2 separate regions of the Drosophila melanogaster genome follow, and region 2 is linked to region 1. The links are chromatin contacts, called in public Hi-C maps. All regions are on one chromosome and are shown on one strand. The core of a region is the stretch at or near the end of the contact, and the rest is flanking DNA. Distances in the headings are between cores, read along the strand shown.

Region 1 (2,808 bases), core at 182-2,681:
AGTGCAAAAGAATAATTTTTGGTAAAATAAATGGAATGCTGATCACTTACCTTAACAAATATATGTATAATTCGCTTAATTTGCTTTTATTTTATATTTTTGCTACAAAAATAAATGGATTTTTTTTATTTTTAGCTAGGTTTTGAACCACTGTTCCACTTTTGTTGTTGCTTTATTTTGGCGCGCAGGCAGCTATCTCACTCGCACTTAGGCGGCTGCTTTAAAACAGCTGACTGAGAGCAGATTTCTTTTCTTCTTTTTTTCGTTGAGCTTGAAAAACAAACAAGACCGCTTTTTGTTGTTGCTCTCGTTGGCCAGAACTTCGTTATATTTTCAAAAAATGCGGAACACAAATATGTATTGAATTAATTTTATGCGACTAACAAAATCACTCAAGGGTATTCTATTTATATAAATTCGTAACTTTTTATTTATAATTTTGTGTTGGGCTGCTTGCGCTGATATTCATCAGACTTAAACAAGATTAAATTGAATCAAATTGCTTATCAATTTGTGCATTTCACACACACACACACGCACGCTGTAGCTCTGTTCTATATTTTATTGTTGCTGCTGATTTGACACAGTTATAGAAGAGGGAACCATTAGAAGAGGGTGGGAAAAGGGACGCGAAAACGCACTCTTATTGGTGTGTGTTTACCGCACACACACACAGTACTTAAATAAACTGGAGTGCTTTACATACTGTGCTGTGCGAATACGATTTAGAAATATACGCGATTGGGATTTTACAATTTTACACAAATTTTAGATTTTTTTTGCACTTAGTTGGCGTTGCGTTGGAATTTTGTTGTTGCACTGAGTTAGCGATGGTAGCACAGCTCCAGTGCAGCGCGCCAATCGATAGTTGCGGCTATATTTTCCCGAGGTATTTTTAGAGTAATGCGGTCATACAAAAACACCCTGTAGGAAATTGGCGAATATTTATTCGTGAATATAAATATGTAAAATATGAAATTATGTCACCAATAATGGAAGCGTCGCTGAGCTTATTCAGATTTGTGATCTGAGCCCACACAACTGACAAATTAACGAATTTATAATTTAGTCTAACATGGTTTTTTAATATTCAACCAGTTTATTGCCGGGTTCCAATACCAGGTTACCTGGTCATTTGTTCATTTTTTCTTTAAGTAGTTATATGAAATGTTTCGGTGTAATAACGACTCAGTAATCTAATAATGCCCTAAATTTGAAGGGGCAAATGCTAAACGGTAGATCATTCTGAATAAACAAACATTACATTACATTATAAAATGTAAGATTGTTGACATTTCGAATTGCGATAAAAATGGAGCCAGTGTATCATCGGCGCACTGTGGTATTTTATCGATAGTACTCAAAGGCACGCCGATTTTAAACTAACAGCAACGTTTCCAGCGCTGCCCAAGTAGCATCCCATAAACCGATTCAGTTGTTTTTCGATTTTCGTTGTGCACTGTCGCTCGTCTGCTGCGTGAGCTTGTGCGTGTGTGAGTGCGCGTGTGTGCGAGGAGGCAAAGAAGAGGAAGCAAGAAGGAAGCCGCAAAAGGAAAATCCAATTCCGAGAAATCTTATCAATGAGCCAAGAAGACGTACACTAAATGAAAAATAATCGAGATGCGTGCGTTTCAATAGAGCAAATTTAGTTTCCAGTTTCGGTTTCTTTCGGCACTTCACTCCGTTTCCTTATCGGTGTGATAGTTTAGCGCGTGCGTGTGTGTGTGCAAGTGTGTGGAAGTGTCGCCACGCCTACACGGGAAATGGCAGCAACGGTTTACCAACGCCTACATAGCGTCGCAGTCGGCGTCGGCAGCGCCGCTGGCAGCGCCATCGGCAGCGGGTCGGCTTCCCTTCCAGGATCTGGAACAGGATCGGGATCTGGAATAGGCCACGCTGGAAACACCTCCTCCTCCACCTCGTCTGCCCTGCTTAGTCATTCCCAGCTGACGCGCTCCCTGGAAAGAATCCTGGAAGAAGCGCACTTCAGCGGCGAACTGATCCTGACCAATCGCAAGCTGAAGGACTTTCCCAGGACTGGAACGAAGTACTCACTTACCGACACTGTCATCGCAGGTGCGTACCGCTATTGTATAGTGTATATTCGTAAGGGAGAACAAAGAAAAGGTGTTCTTCAAGCCGGTTTCGTAGCTCCGGAAAAAATTGGGTTTTCATTACTTCCTAAGTAAAGTTTAAACTGTTCTTAATAATACTTAATGTACGAAGTTAATAACATTTTATTGGAAAAAGCATACATTTTTATATTACAAAGTTAAATGGTATTAAAGTTGATTAGAAAATTGTTAGTTATAAAGTTTTCTTTTGACGTCAGAAAAAGTAAAAGTAGAGTTTACATATGTACAAGTACTGATAAAGCAATTAAATTAGTTGCTTATCGAAAATGTTTGGCGTATGTGTATACCTTTAGGGTGCGGCATTTAAGCAAAGGAGGTTTGTTGCCGGTGAGCTAACGAAGTTTTTCCATCTCCATTGCAGTGGCGAATTTTCCTTTTGTTGCTTGAAAATCAATAATTTGCAGCAGCCGTCGGAGGTTCATCCTTTTCCTCCTTTTCTGTCCTCCCATCAGCTGCTCTTTCTCTCTGCGGCTCTCCCATTCTCTCCCTTTTCGGACTGCGCTCAAGGACAATAATTACCGCCGTTATTCGCTCTTCGCCACTTTGCACTATTCGTGTTATCCTTATTTATTTTTATTTTCGCCGCAGCCGGCACGAAAATTTTGTCGAAGTTCAACCAACTTTCGTTTTTGTTAGGACCAAAAAATATGCACCAGCGGAGAAATAGTAAATG
Region 2 (2,738 bases), core at 21-2,520, 1.2 Mb before region 1:
TGCCTGACACACACACACACATATGTACATAGGTGTGTAATTAACTCAGGTGGGAGAGGAGATCCCTCTGCTGCTACGGCGATGATGATGATAATAATGATTACAACAATGATTATATGAGTATTGTTATGAACGTGTGTGGGCTTTTTTTTTTGGAGCGGTGAGAACGGGCATTTGTCTAGCTGTCAGAAAATTGGAGCAGCTCCATCGACCACGTGAATCAGATAAGCGCCAGTACTCGTTACCATTTTGGGGCCTGCCAGTTTGTTGATCAAATTTTCAGGAAATGACCAGATAATATTTAAATTGCGGAAAATATATCTAAAAACCAGGGAAAATCCTAAAATATATGTAGGTAAACAGATAAATATTTGTTTTAGCATGCGAAGGACTATTACCACCTAAATAATGAATACATTTTGGCTTCATAATCCGACAGAAAATAAATGATTTAATTTAATATGCAAAAATTGGCAAACCGGTTTGACATTCATAAGTTAGAACCACTGATTTGAAGATTTTAATAATAAATAAAACTAATAAAGCAAGTCGTACGACACTGGCCATGATTATCATGTTTAGCAGATATATTATATTAAGACAAAAGAGAAATTAAGATATTCATTTGATTTACTCAAATCTATTTTATCGTTATCGTTGGAAATGCACTTAGACCGAACATTCCTCAAATGTACTCATGTGACTCACTCACTTATCAGCGACTAATTAAACTTAGCATATTCATCAGCTGGCACGGCCATTTCTCACTAAAGAAATTCATATTCCCCCGCATATGCCAGCCGACTCAATTGTCAGGTGTGTGCTTGCTGGCCAGATTATAAAATCACTCCCCCTTCTTTGTGGCTAATGCATCGGAACTCCATCGGCACGTGTGTTCCTCAAGCGGCCAGCCAGCCCAGAAGTGACCAGAAATAACTCGATATTAAATCAAAGACGTCAGAGATTTGCGTCACCTGAATGCACGTCACTGAGCTGAAGTGTGGAAAGATTTTGGCTTTTTGCGAGAAATTGTTAATTAACTGGTTCGGCTTTGAGGCCTGAGATGGCTGAGATGTCGCCAAGTGAATCACTGCAATTTCCCAGCAGCTGGCAACAATGGGAGTTCCACTTTTCGGGATACAATACCATAAAATCTTTTGAGAAATGTGTTGAAAATGTGATGGCTGCGAATGAAATTGACTCGCTTAATCAGCATGCTAATGTTAATTCGAAATACGCGTGGCTTTTAGCAAAGTGACGGACCCGGCTTCTGATATCAACGCTTTTATCAGCGCGAACAAATCCGCTCGAATATCAAATATGTGCCAAGTACACGGTATATTATATACTTCACTTTGTGGTATGTGCTATGTGGCATTATCTTATCTCTGCACAACGTGCATGTCAGCATTTAAACGACGCATTAGCCACCAGCCATAAGCCAACTCCATGCACTTTGCTCTATCGAGTTATCAAGTCCCCAAAGATACGAAAGTTTGGGACGAAAAGAAAAGTGTTTGGCATGCCGCACAGCCGCACTGAAAAGGCAAACAAACACTCACGGATACTTTTAAGTTTGAGGTTGTTTTGTATGCCAAACAATTACCCCAACTTAAGCAAAAGAAAAGCACACGATTTTCGGGCTATGAAAACCACACAGCTACATAAGTTTGGCGTTGGTTTTATGATGCCATGAAGAAACAAGTTTCATAATGTTTTAGCCCAACTGGGTTTAGAGCTGAACATTGTTATTATTTACCAATTTAAATAGGAAGTAAAAATTTAATTTAAAATGCTTAAGACCACCAGGTGTGCACAAAGTAGTCTAAGATCTTATATGCCTCACACCTTTTATGTAGGGGCTTATAAAGTTAGCAGAAATGTAAAGTCATTTTTCAAATAAGGAGCTCAGCTTCTGACAAGCTGTATTAAAAGGCAGATTTGTGATTAAGATCGCATTTAACCGGCTTAGATACAGTTTATACTTTATGGCCTGCCATACACAACTTTCAGCTATGGTTATGGCCCTACAGCCTTTTAGAGTGTGTACACAAAAAACGAATGACAAACGAAATATATTAAGATTGCAAAGCATCATCTTAGTTGGCGGCAGCGCAGAAATATTAAAAATGCCAAACAGGTCGCAACTTTTTCTTATGTACTTTTTGGCTGATTGATTTGTTGCCTGTCGTTTGGGCCGCTCCACTCACAGCTCCATGATGGCCATGGTGTGGGTGTTGGCCACATAGTGATGAACGAACGCCCCACAGATCTCACCTAGATTCGCTGCGCTCTCCTTTTTTATTTCCCCCGTTTCTTTCTTTTTCGTTTTGGCCAGGCCAATTTGAGGCCTCTGTTTGCCAAGTTGCTCCGCTCGTGTTTTATTGTTTACCGGGCTCTCTAGCTGCCTGTTGTTTACCCATCGTCAGCTGCTGTTTGATTTGCAACAATAATTTTTGTTTACGGTTTATAGGGCCGCAGCGAAGGTGGATTGTTATTATTTAGATGATTACGCATTTTATAGTCACAAAACGGTCAACGTTTTCGTGATATGCGTTTCGTATTAATTATGAATTATTATTCCTTGGGCACTTCTTTTTTTCGTTTTTTTTTTTTTTCATTTTTGGTAATTTTTGTGGTTTTTTGAGAGGGCAAGTTGCGAAATTGATTGGGCAAGTGCTGAAGTAGTCCAATGACAATTACGAGGGCATTTTTAATTAGAGTATATGTTTATGCCA

The links. Hi-C and Micro-C count contacts between places; a contact is called where the count stands out from the background.
Region 2: a Hi-C map of the Kc167 cell line shows a contact between it and region 1, with 4 times the contacts expected there. A contact is called at or near these places in 1 of 107 Hi-C or Micro-C datasets (the Kc167 cell line) and 1 of 7 datasets of targeted methods (the Kc167 cell line).

The regions. Positions count from the first base shown.
Region 1 is chr2L:17,382,738-17,385,545 of dm6, reverse strand. It overlaps Lrch (Leucine-rich-repeats and calponin homology domain protein), which reads left to right and starts at 1,431. Exons shown (of 7, transcript NM_165212.2): 1 at 1,431-2,076. The coding sequence starts at 1,764. CLIP-190 (Cytoplasmic linker protein 190) reads right to left here and starts at 846. Exons shown (of 17, transcript NM_165213.5): 1 at 707-846; 2 at 51-102.
Region 2 is chr2L:18,567,438-18,570,175 of dm6, reverse strand. All of the region lies in intron 2 of Pde11 (Phosphodiesterase 11), which reads left to right. Among named protein-coding and RNA genes, the nearest start is that of Pde11, 22 kb to the left of the region's middle.